3 separate regions of the Sus scrofa genome follow, and all the other regions are linked to region 1. A link is a contact called in public Hi-C and HiChIP or PLAC-seq data. All regions are on one chromosome and are shown on one strand. Each heading gives the region's core, a stretch centred on a gene start, on an enhancer-like site or on the middle of the called end of the contact. The rest is flanking DNA. Distances are from core to core; before and after follow the strand shown.

Region 1 (3,748 bases), core at 196-2,695:
ATTTCTATTAAATCTAATGATTACAAAAACTCAACTGAACTTGATCTTATAATCATCAGTAACCATAAGATTAGCCTGTTAAAAGCTTTAATGTACGGAGATATGACAAAATGTAATTTTAAACGCAGTGACTTTTCATTTTGGCTGTTGAAAGGAAAGGATTAAATAGTGGATGAATGACTGTCAACTGAAATCTACAAATGTCACTATTACTAATGTATTATAATGACTTGCTGTATTTCCCTATACCAAGAGTACAACCCCATCCTGTTTTCTTCTTTACTACCACTTGCTTTCATCTTTGAAATTACTTCAACTTAAGTGATAAGAGGTCCATTATTTTAAGGAATTTGTGATGGTCTGAGGTACCAACCTGCAATTCATTTACTGCTATATATCAGTTCTTCAGGTTTTCCATTAAATATGTTAGAGAAGTTAATAAGACTTTATTGGTCAATAGTGCTCGGCCATTTAATCAAATAATTAATTAGCAGTTCTTTGTACACAGCATCAGAATACATTTTTTTTAATGAATTACAGGTCAAGGGTATATCTTTTTCAATTTAAAATTACATTATTTCTTTGCAGTATTCTTTTTTTACATCAACAGTATTAAAAGTTGATGTGTAGAAGATCGATTTTTCCTTAACTCAGTTAACCAAAATTTACTGAATATCTACTGCATTCTCTCTCTTATATTTTGAGCTGGGAATACAAACTGAATAAGACTAAGTTTGCCCACCGAAGGATGAGTGTACAGGAGAGAGACGTGTGCCTAGATAGTCCACTTAAAATGAAATGAGATAAATAATGTGGGGACAGGCTGCATGAGAGAATCAAGGAGAGGTGCATAGTTCCTTCTAAAAGAGTCAGGAAATTCTGAATCGTTGAACAAATTCTGAGTGATGACAAGGGAGAGCTCAATAACATGAAGCAGGAGAGTGCCAGGAATGCATACACAAAGGCAAGCAGCCTTGACACCGTTTGGAAAGTGGCAGCATCCACTCTGGAGGCAGACAGCCTGGGTTCGACTTTGGGCCATTACTTAAACTCTCTGTGCCTCAGTTCCCTCAAGTATGGAAAGGGCATAATATGAACATCTACTTTTAAGAGCTGTTACGCAAATGAATGAGTTATTTTTTTGTAAATTTCATTGTAAGAGCAATTTAAATATTTGCTATTATTAGACTTGGAGTGCAAGGGTTCTTGATGGCAGTGGCAGAAGGTAAGAAGGAGTTTAAGAGAGCAGGGATGGCCAGAGATAAGAGGCTCATGGTTAATACCGAAAGAGCTGGGAAACCGTTGCTGGATGTTATGCATCTGAATGATGACCTACAACTGGTTTGAGGTTTTGAGAAAGACTAAGGAGTCATAGGAAGGCTGCAGTGGGATGCAGTGTCAAGCTGGGAGATGAATTAGGGATCTCTGGAAATAGTTCTGGAGTGTTGCCATGAGCCTGAGCCAGGACAGTAGGATAAGAACGGGAAGAAGGGGGTAGGGTTAAGAAGCACCTTGGAGGCAAAGACTTGGTGACTTACTGGATGATGGAAAGACTGGATGGAAAAGTTTCTATACTTTATGTTCAGATGGTCTCTTGGTAGTTATAAGAACATAATACATTTCAAATGTACTTCCTTTCCTCATGAGACTATACTGTTTTTACAAGATGACTAGATTTTGAAAAAAATTATAGACTGAAAAGTATGGAACTTAAACGCAGAGTCTTGCCACCTGACCTCAGAGTTTCTATCTGAGACCTTGAATTTCAATGACAATATTCAAAATTTTGAGGGTATCTTTTGGCCATTTTGCTTTAGTTTTATTTTTTGAAAGTGTAGAGACACTCTGACTGGCCTTGTTTCCCCTGGTGTTATGTGATTCTCTGACTTCAGCACTGATGCATTCGTCTTTGACATATGATACTGGCTGGCATGAGAAAGAAGGGGAAGACGGCCGAGCCTGTGAGCAGGACGAGACAGCTAAGCTCAAGACTCAGTGGCATCTGCAACAGGTGTTCTGTGGGACCAGAGTTAGAAAGGGCTTCTTCCTCTATTTTTAAAAAGTGGAGAAGTAACTCTTTCATAACTATATGGAAAACTGTGAAAATTACATGTGGATGGCTATAGGATACAATCATCAAGATATAATGTTTATCATCACCTGAGTGGAGCCCTTGAGTGTCTTTGTTTTGATTTATTTCTATTTTTGAAGCAGAAGATTTCTCGTGCCTATGGCAAAGGTCCTGAAGGAGCTTATAAGATATTTTTTTAGTTCAATGACGCTATTGCCTACGTATGGCTAACTTTTATGCTTAGAAGATTGTGTGTCTTCTCTGTCCCCAGAGGGCCATTTAACTTAGCAGACTGTCAGGGAATTGAAAATGACAGCATAATTGAACAACAACACTTATTTTCAATACAGAATTCTAAAGTGTTCTAGCTATTAAGCAGGCCACTTTTATCAAATATGAGTAACCCATTTCCCCCAGCCCCTATTTTTTTAAGTACTTTTAATACTTTCATCAGCACTACTGGTTGTTCTCATATGAGCAGGTAAATGGATGCACTGAGATAGTGGAAAAATATCATAACATCTAAATTATTTTTCTCATCTACATTGTTTCGGTCTTTGTGACCCAATTATCAGCCCCCCATCCTTTCTAGCTGTAGTGTTTGGCAAAAACTTGAATCCAAGATACAATGGTCTAGCTTTGATCTGGTTCTGTAATTTTCAGGCTACAAACCATGGAGTATTTTGTTTTGTTTTGTTTTGTCTTTGTAGTTCCACACCTGTGGTAAACGGAAGTTCCTAGGCTAGGGGTCCAACCAGAGCTACAGCTGCTGGCCTACGCCACACCCACAGCAACATAGGATCTGAGCCGCTTCTGCAACCTACATAGCTCATGGCCATGCCAGATCCTTAACCCACTGAGCGAGGCCAGGGATCAAACCCACATCCTCATGGTTACTAGTCTGATTCATTACCACTGAGCCACAACAGGAACTTTCCATAGAGTATTTTTTTGAAGGAAAAAAATAGGCACTTTGATTAAATGTCCAGCAAAACAGTATCTTCAGTTTACTCATTCATTTGACTCTACCTAACTTTTATTTATTTATTTATTTATTTATTTATTTTTTATATAATGATTTTTTCCCCCATTATAGCTGGTTTACAGTGTTCTGTCAATTTTCTACTGTACAGCATGGTGACTAGTTACACATACATGTATACGTTCTTTTTTCTCACATTATCATGCTTCATCATAAGTGACCAGACATAGTTTCCAGGGCTACACAGCAGAATCTCATTGCTAATCCATTCCAAAGGCAATATACCTAACTTTTAAAAGCTAGATAAAATAGGGAGCTAGTGCCATTGATTATGCTTAATTCACTTGTAGTTTTAATACTTTTTCTTCATTATTCATTAGTGAAGAGCCAACATCAGAAGTAAGAAATATTATTACCCCCAGATGTATATATTTGTAAAAATGTTCCTATATGCCAACTTTTTTTTGTAATTAGTAGGGTATTGTATTTGAACTCGGCAAAATATTTTAATTAGGCTGCTCATAGATATTTCAATAAACTTGTGTTTTTTGACATTTCAAACATAACCTTGTGTTATTCATGCCTGCCTCCTACTATTTTAAATGTATAGCATGTTCCAGCTGCAGGAATTACCATGGTTACTTGTTATGCCAATAGTGAAATCCAGTTAGCATTAAAAAGTATTGTGCTGTCTT
Region 2 (3,634 bases), core at 509-3,008, 390 kb after region 1:
ATTTTTGGTAGTCATCATTTCACTTCTAGATAACTTAGAATAGGTAGAAAAACCTAGAAGAGGAAATTGTGTGGAGAAAATCTGGCTGAAACAGTCACTGAATGATCATCGAATTTTGTTGAAGTAGTTTATTCATCTAGGGGAGTCCAGCTGTCTTTCTCCCACCTCTGTTCCTCATTTGTCCCTGACATTCAACTATCTGTTGAATTGTTGAAAACCTCTTTTTTTCACCTTAGCTGAATCATCTTGGACAATTTCAGTTTTACTAGTGAACTGAGCCAGGCTTTTAGGCCTAAACAACTTGGCTGTGTTAGACATATTTGAAATAAGCCCTAATAATTTAATCAGTGGATGACAGGAAATATCTATTTCTGTGACCAGTGTAGACCTTTGATTGCTGGATAGAGTAAAACATTTTCCAACATACTCAGTGTACAACTGAGATGAATACTTAACAAAGACTTTTCAGACTGTGAAATAGTGAAATGAGCAAAATAAGGGAAGAGGATTAAGAGGTACAAACTTCCAGTTATAAAAGAAATATACAGCATAGAGCATATAGTCAATACTCTTATAATAACTTATAAAATATTGCATTGTGAGGACAGATTGGAACTTATTATGCTCATTTTGTAATGTGTGAAAATATTGAATCACTATGTTGTACACCTGAGGGTTATATAATATTGTAAGTCAATTATACATCAGTATTTTTTCTGAAAGATTCAGTGGTTTGGAGAATTACCTAGGATGGGTCTTTCTTTTATCATGTAGTGTTGATAAACATGGATTTTCCAGAAATGTCTTAACTGCATGCTATATATCAACTAAAATCTCTATAGTCTTTCATTAGATCCTTTACTAGAAGGCTGAATTTAAATACATTTCAATGTTTATAGCATTGCCTGTTGAGCTACTTAGAAGCATAGGAGCCTAGCAGTTCATAGGTTTAAATAATACTTCCTTGTGTTCAAATGTTAATTTAATGAAGGCACAAATGATGAAGATAGTATGGTAACGGGCATAGGAGGAAAGAATTCTACCTGAGATCACCGTGTTCTCTCTCTTTGAAATATATGTTGTTCTCGGAGTTCCCATCGTGGCGCAGAGGAAACGAATCTGACTGGGAACCATGAGGTTGCATGTTTGATCCCTGGCCTCACTCAGTGGGTTAAGGATCCAGCGTTGCTGTGAGTTCTGGTGTAGGTCACAGATGCGGCTCGGATCTGGAGTTGCTGTGGCTGGGGTGGCTATGGTGTAGGCCAGCAGCAACAGTTCCGATTAGACCTCTAGCCTGGGAACCTCCATATGCTGCGGGTGCTGCAGTAAAAAGACAAAAAAAAAAAAAAGACAAAAGACAAAGAAAAAAGAAACACACGTTGTTATAAATGGACACCTCCTTCAACATGTTCAAATTTGAGTGTGGATTAACCTTACATTGACAAGTTTTAACAATAAATTGAAAATAATCAAATTTTATGCATTTTTTTCTTTCCTTACATTGTAGGTAAGGACATACTAAAAGAGTGTTATCAAGACATTGCTTTTCACATACATTCATTAGGAATTCAAAGATTTGGTAGCTGATGGTGATGTTAGTGTAATTAGCAGGAAAAAAATGGAAGAAATGCATGTTGCTATAGCAATGTGTTCATCATGAGTGATCTACAGCATAAACACCCAGATTAATTTACAAGATGCTAGGTAGAAAGCTACATGGCTGACTAGGCTACTCTCAGATGCCACAGTATTTGTTTTTATTAAGTATAAACATTACAGTGGAGCTTTCAAGGTATGTGTGCTTGTCACTGTCAATCACACAGGGGTTGCATTCCCAAAGAGTTTTCAATTCACTTTAAATTTTTAACGGATGAAGGGAAACATTTTTTAGAGAATAAAAAATATATATACTAGCATAGATGACATTTTGACACTGAAACAAGCTAACAATCTCCTTGTTCATGGGCAGACTGTGTTTCTGTTTCATCTGCACACTTGCTTTTGATACCAGAGGTATGAAAGTTTTAATGTGCAAGCGGATTTAAAAATACCGAAATTGGAAGCCATGGTGTCAGGAAACCTCTTAAGAAAGCACTTGTGGATATGAGCTGGATGACATTTTAGCCCACCATAGTTTAGGTTATTACTAGAAACTCAAGACCAAAAAGGCACCCTTACCTCATTGGGCTGGGAAATGTGATATGTGGGTGTATATATAGGTATGTGTTTATGAGCAAGTCTGAAAGATACAGTTGCCAACTGGATGCTTGTTGCTGATGGTATTTTGGGGTCCTATAGCCAGACACATGGGATGGTACAAGAGACCCACATTCCTCAGCTTGGCCAGTGGGGTGGTTCTGCAGCCTTGGCACAAACATAGAGCATGTTCACGATCTGAATTCCTCATTCTCCATTGCTTAAATAGGCCAACTTCAGAACTGGGCAAATGTTAGAAGGGAATAGAATGAGGTGGAAGGTAAAGAGAGATAGTGAAGCTTAGATGATCTGGCTGCATTCCTCTACCATTGACACTGATGGCTCACAGGATAATTTGGAGGTGGATTGTATGCAACTGAAAAGATCTTCATTAATTTGTTTAGCATGTACAAATAGCAGTAAAAGCTGTAAAGAAGTTGGCTGTTGTATTTTACTCACAGTGTTGTATATGATAAGACTCAAGAAATGGAGATGGCGTGTTCTAGTGGGACACTGTGTAGAATTGTAGTGTCCAGTTGGGATGAATCTTGTGTCCCTCTGCTTCTAGATTGCTTGATATAAGACAAAGTCATTGTTCTTGGGCAGCATACAACTTGTAGGGATCCCCAGTACAGAATTCTTGATAGAATGCCAACATGTTGAGGGCAGGACTGTCAAGGACATCAGGAACAGTAGGAATTGTTCTTGTGTCTTTTCTCCAGTGTAGAAAAGGATTGGTTTTCTGGGACCAAGTCCCAACATCTGGCTAAACCATGTATATTATGAGATTTGGCCAAGGGAATTTTTAAACTTTAAGCCAGGCCTGGCATTCACCAGTACTATCCCTATGGGATTTAGCCTGAAGACTAGAGCTTGCCAAACCCAAGTTTGGACCCTACATTGCTTAGGCTGGATTGACAGCCACTCCATAGAGGAAATGAACAATAAACATTATGTCCTTTGGGGTTCCACAAAGGAAAACAATAAACCTGCATCAGTCATGGTTCCAATAAAGGATGGGTTGCTTCAGGCTATTGCCCGAATAAAGGCTGTTGCAGGCATTCAGCCCCTAAAGAGAAGAACTTTCTTTTCTTGCCCCACCCTGTTATGGAGTCAGTTGCTGGCCACCAGTGAAGCTGGTGCTAATCTAATCAGGATGTTTTGCTTTAACTTCTGGTGTGGCTTTTTGTCTGGGTTGAGAAGGAAAAAAAGGTTTTTAAAAGTGCTGCATTTCCAAGTTGTTTGTATTGGTTTAAGTGTCTCTGTTATTTTCCCAGTACATATTTCACATCAGTGAAAACTGGTTAGGCATTTAGAATTTTTATCATATTACTTAAGGTATAGAGTATAAATGCTGTTTTGCTTGGTTCAGCATAATTTTCCTAAAACAAGCAAACCAAATTGTGCACACAGTGAGAATGGGGCAGGAGTGATACTA
Region 3 (3,958 bases), core at 182-2,681, 500 kb after region 1:
TATCCACTTCAGAGCAAACAGGATGCCTTGAGTTTGACAGTCAATAAACAAAAATTGGTGAATATGTGAAATTATATTATTTATCCATTACATTAAAAACTTCCATATTGTTAATCTTTCCAAGCAACTATACTTCTTCCTACTTTTCTCTATATGTAACACGTCTGGATTAAAACAATAGAAGAATTTATCTTCTGAAATAAATATAAGCTGAGTTAATCTATATATGTATCTGTGTATATCTGTACATATCCAAAGGAGAAATATGGTAATAAATGAAAGTGCAATGAAATATATACATTTAAAAGGAAGGCAGTATCAGAATTATTATTTTACTTTGTCTTATGTAAGTAAATCAGGCAGAAATTCCTTCAATATTTCAGTAATCTCTGCTTTCCCCTTTATGATGTATCTATACACTGAGTGAGGCTCATTGATTCCTCCATCATGGCTGATTCCCATGAATGCCCAATAGAAAGAAAAAGAATAGAAAGGAGAAGTAGATACAACACATTTTGCTTAGGTCTGCTAGCAGATTTCCATGATGTCAGCCTAGTTTTTTTTTGTTGTTGTTGTTCTAAAGCAGAGGCTCATGGGCTTCCTTCTGTTTCTTTACATCAGTTCTCAGTCATGATTCTGAGGGTCCTCCAAATACAAAGAGTGTCAGATTACCTAGTTCTGGCTATAAAGCACATTTTTGAAGACAGGGTTTTATGTCTTTATTTTTCTTTGCAGTGGATAGGTGGTTCTAAGTTGCAGTCTGACTGAGCTCCTGAAAACAGTACTGAGAAGCTTGTCTATAAATAAGTAGTTTTGTTTACAGGAACTTACTGGGGAACTGGACTTGTACCACCTGCCATTTGGGCAGTGTTGAGAAGTAAGAGGAAGGGGTTTCAGTCCTCTCAGATAATTTAAATCAACCAATCTACCTCCCTGTAGGCTAGCTTCTCTTTATCTTTGTCTCAATCTGGATACAGACACCCTTTCTGTCATTAATGCACCTTAGAGTTATTTGACTTTTTTTTTTTTCCCGATGATACCTGGCCCTTTCATCTATAAGCTTTCTAAGAATGCATTTCCTTCACCTAATGTGTCAGCTAAAAGAGAATTAGGTAGGATGAGAACCATATGAAAATAAACTGCCTAGAATTATGAAAATAAATATCTTCAAAGTTTTATACTTATCCCCAAATCCTTAATTTAAGCCAGTTAAGAGATTTCAATTCTGTGGGCTAGTGGCAAACTGGAGTCCATATGGAGTTTCTCAATTGGTCTTCTGAGTAGGTGGGATATAAATATCATGGCAGCATTTCTGTTGTGTCCCTTCCCTGGTCAGAGATGCTATCTTTTCTCTCTGGTTGGCCCTATGCATGGTGTGTCATGACAGAAATCATTGGCGAGTTTTGTTTCATGAGGTGACGACACTTAGCTAGCAAGTGACTGAAGCCAGATGTTGTTTCCTAAGGTGTGTTTTGTAAACCTAAATGCCACCAGACGAGGGAGGATATTCTGTCTAATTTAAGGCTCACCAAAAGCTTGCTATTTATTAAGGCAAATAAGAAATGAGTAGACAAAGTTTTCTGTGCATTCTATAAAACCTGAAGTAACATGAGGTAATAGGAAGAAAGTCTAGGGAATAAAAACCTTTCATTCTCTCCAAATTTTTACCCTTCTGGCCCACACTTACCAGTGTCATAGCCCACGCTGACTCTGATGGCTGGGAACATCTGTAAGATGAAAAACTAGTACTGTATTCTGAGTCACATGTTCTATTTTTATTTTAAAGTCCTATTTAGAGCTTGGCTACTATTAGGCTTGTCCTGATTTTCCTTAGTTACTGTGATTTAGTCTGTTGATTATTTGCAAAATGCACGTTAACAATCAGAGTGGTTTAATGGATGCCTAGGGTTAGAAGAATAAAGAAATTGATAGCTTACAGGACAAAAGTTAAATAACCTTAACAAGTACAGTACATTTCTTTAATTAGGAAAAGACAGAATTTATTTTCTTTCTTAAAAGTGGAAGAGACTTGTTCTGAAACTTTCAGAGGAAGCCATCTATCAATGAAAACAACAGAAGAATTGAAGCGGAGACTTATACACTGCTCTGCTCACAGCTCTGTTTTCATTAGCAATTATAAGGAAGTAGATCCGGAAATAGAGATGCATGATACCGAGACATCAGTACAGTAACCAGTACTTTCAGACATCACCACAAAAACATACACTCAGGATTTCACAACCCTCTCACATTGGCAATGTCACAACACTGCTTCAGGCAAGGTTTTCATCTCCTTTTTGGGTAAAGCAGGGTTCCTTTTTTTCCCTCACACCAAGTCCTATAAATCACTTTTCTTGAAGGGCAAACTAAAGTTTCTTGGTTTCAAAATCATACTTGTCCTGAGGAGGAAGATCCTGCTCATGCCATTAGAAAGTCAGCTTAATGTGTTTGATTACTTTCAGAGAGTGATTGGGGCGTCATTCTCTGGCAAAGGATTTGAGTCAGTTCAAATATGGAAAGCCTTGAAAACACAATCTAAACTGTCTTATTGATAACACAATTTACATCACTCTTTACTCTGTATTTCTTGCTGTTTAAAAAGTATCTTCAGTCTCTGGTGTTAACACTGTATTCGCTAAGGTTAGCCAGTCCCGTCACATGAAAGAGCTCTTCTTGTCAATATATTCTTCTTACTTTTCTTACTGTAAAACTCTCATGAGACACCCCTCTCCTCCCGAGGTTAGTAAATACCAAGTGAAATGGAAAATGAATACATTCAGTAGTTTGAAGTAAAAAAAAAAAAAAAAAAAAAATCCTAAGACACACTCCAAACTTTCACCTTGAATATTCAGTGGGTTTTATTTTTATACTTGAATTATATGAGTAATAGCTTGAGTGCAGCCCCAGTGAAGTGAAAGGGCAAAAAAAGTGGTCATTTTTATTTCTGTCTACTAGTAGAATTTTAAAGGAAATCACCACTACGCAAGCTGCTTCTGAAATTAAAGACATTGCCTTATACATGAATGGCCAGGTTTGGAGCACTGGGCACCCACTCTGCAGCTCTGTGGAGTGGTGAAGGTCAATAAGAGGAAAAAGTCATCACGAGAGGAAAAAAAGACCCTAGAGCTACATATGACCAATTCTGGCAATAGAGCCTGAACAGTGACTCTGCAGAGTCACTGCCACAGAAGCACAGTGGTAATACTGGGATTTATTTTAGGCCAATTCCTCAATTCATGAGGAGAAAAGAAAGCCTATGAAAGGTTAAAGTGTTCCACCTCTAATTCTTACTACATAACAAGCTGCATGGTCCTCAGGAGAAATCCACTCATTGTCTTATTTATTTCCCCATTCTATTTATATGTTGGTGATAATATCAGAAAAATACTTAAAAATGTAAAGCATCATGACAATACGTATTACATAGGTGGTACTGGAGGTATGTTTTCAAAAAATTCCATTTAAAAGAACTATGATTCTCATATTAAATAAAGGATACAAAAATATCTAGAACATGTTGCAGTAGTGAAGATTTTAATCTGATAAAAATTTTCTTTTTTTACATCATTATATTCCCTAAGAAAATCAGTAAAAATATTGATTTTATTACCTTTTTCTGTAAACAAATGGATCATTAATTCCTGAACAAAAGCTCAGAGCAAGTTTCAAGTCTAGAGCTAATTTCCAGAGCAAGCTACAGTTATTCTAATTTTTGGATTTTTAATTGTTGATTTACCTGTGATGGAATACAGCATGTAGTGGTAGGATAGAGGACACAAATAATTATAGGTAGGTTCCCTTATGTTTGAAAGAGATTCATTCCTTAGGAGTTAGTTGAAAGAATGTGTTTTCTTTGCTCTGGCATCTTTTCCAGGAATGTTACTAGTCCAATTTGAGAGAGGATAAGCTTGGTTGCCACACAGAGTCACAAACCTCAGAGAAAACTGAGAATTATATG

The links. A called contact is a pair of places that touch in the nucleus more often than the background predicts. HiChIP or PLAC-seq counts read pairs in DNA pulled down with a chosen protein or histone mark.
Region 2: a contact with region 1 is called in a Hi-C map of skeletal muscle, with 5 times the contacts expected there. The contact joins two enhancer-like sites. A contact is called at or near these places in 1 of 47 Hi-C or Micro-C datasets (skeletal muscle) and 1 of 2 datasets of contacts at active chromatin or transcription factors (skeletal muscle).
Region 3: a contact with region 1 is called in an H3K27ac HiChIP or PLAC-seq map of skeletal muscle. The contact joins two enhancer-like sites. A contact is called at or near these places in 2 of 47 Hi-C or Micro-C datasets (embryonic fibroblasts and subcutaneous adipose tissue) and 2 of 2 datasets of contacts at active chromatin or transcription factors (alveolar macrophages and skeletal muscle).

The regions. Positions count from the first base shown.
Region 1 is chr2:96,148,371-96,152,118 of Sscrofa11.1, forward strand. The region is part of intron 5 of MEF2C (myocyte enhancer factor 2C); the gene reads right to left. Among named protein-coding and RNA genes, the nearest start is that of MEF2C, 67 kb to the right of the region's middle. Within about 2 kb of position 1,446, at least 2 of the 83 cell types and tissues checked have an H3K27ac peak or open chromatin away from gene starts, as enhancers often do. A contact at or near this core is called in skeletal muscle, where this site is marked.
Region 2 is chr2:96,536,708-96,540,341 of Sscrofa11.1, forward strand. The region is part of intron 5 of LOC102159394 (a long non-coding RNA gene); the gene reads left to right. Among named protein-coding and RNA genes, the nearest start is that of MEF2C, 320 kb to the left of the region's middle. Within about 2 kb of position 1,759, at least 3 of the 83 cell types and tissues checked have an H3K27ac peak or open chromatin away from gene starts, as enhancers often do. A contact at or near this core is called in skeletal muscle, where this site is marked.
Region 3 is chr2:96,644,165-96,648,122 of Sscrofa11.1, forward strand. No RefSeq gene overlaps it. Among named protein-coding and RNA genes, the nearest start is that of MEF2C, 430 kb to the left of the region's middle. Within about 2 kb of position 1,432, at least 16 of the 83 cell types and tissues checked have an H3K27ac peak or open chromatin away from gene starts, as enhancers often do. A contact at or near this core is called in skeletal muscle, where this site is marked.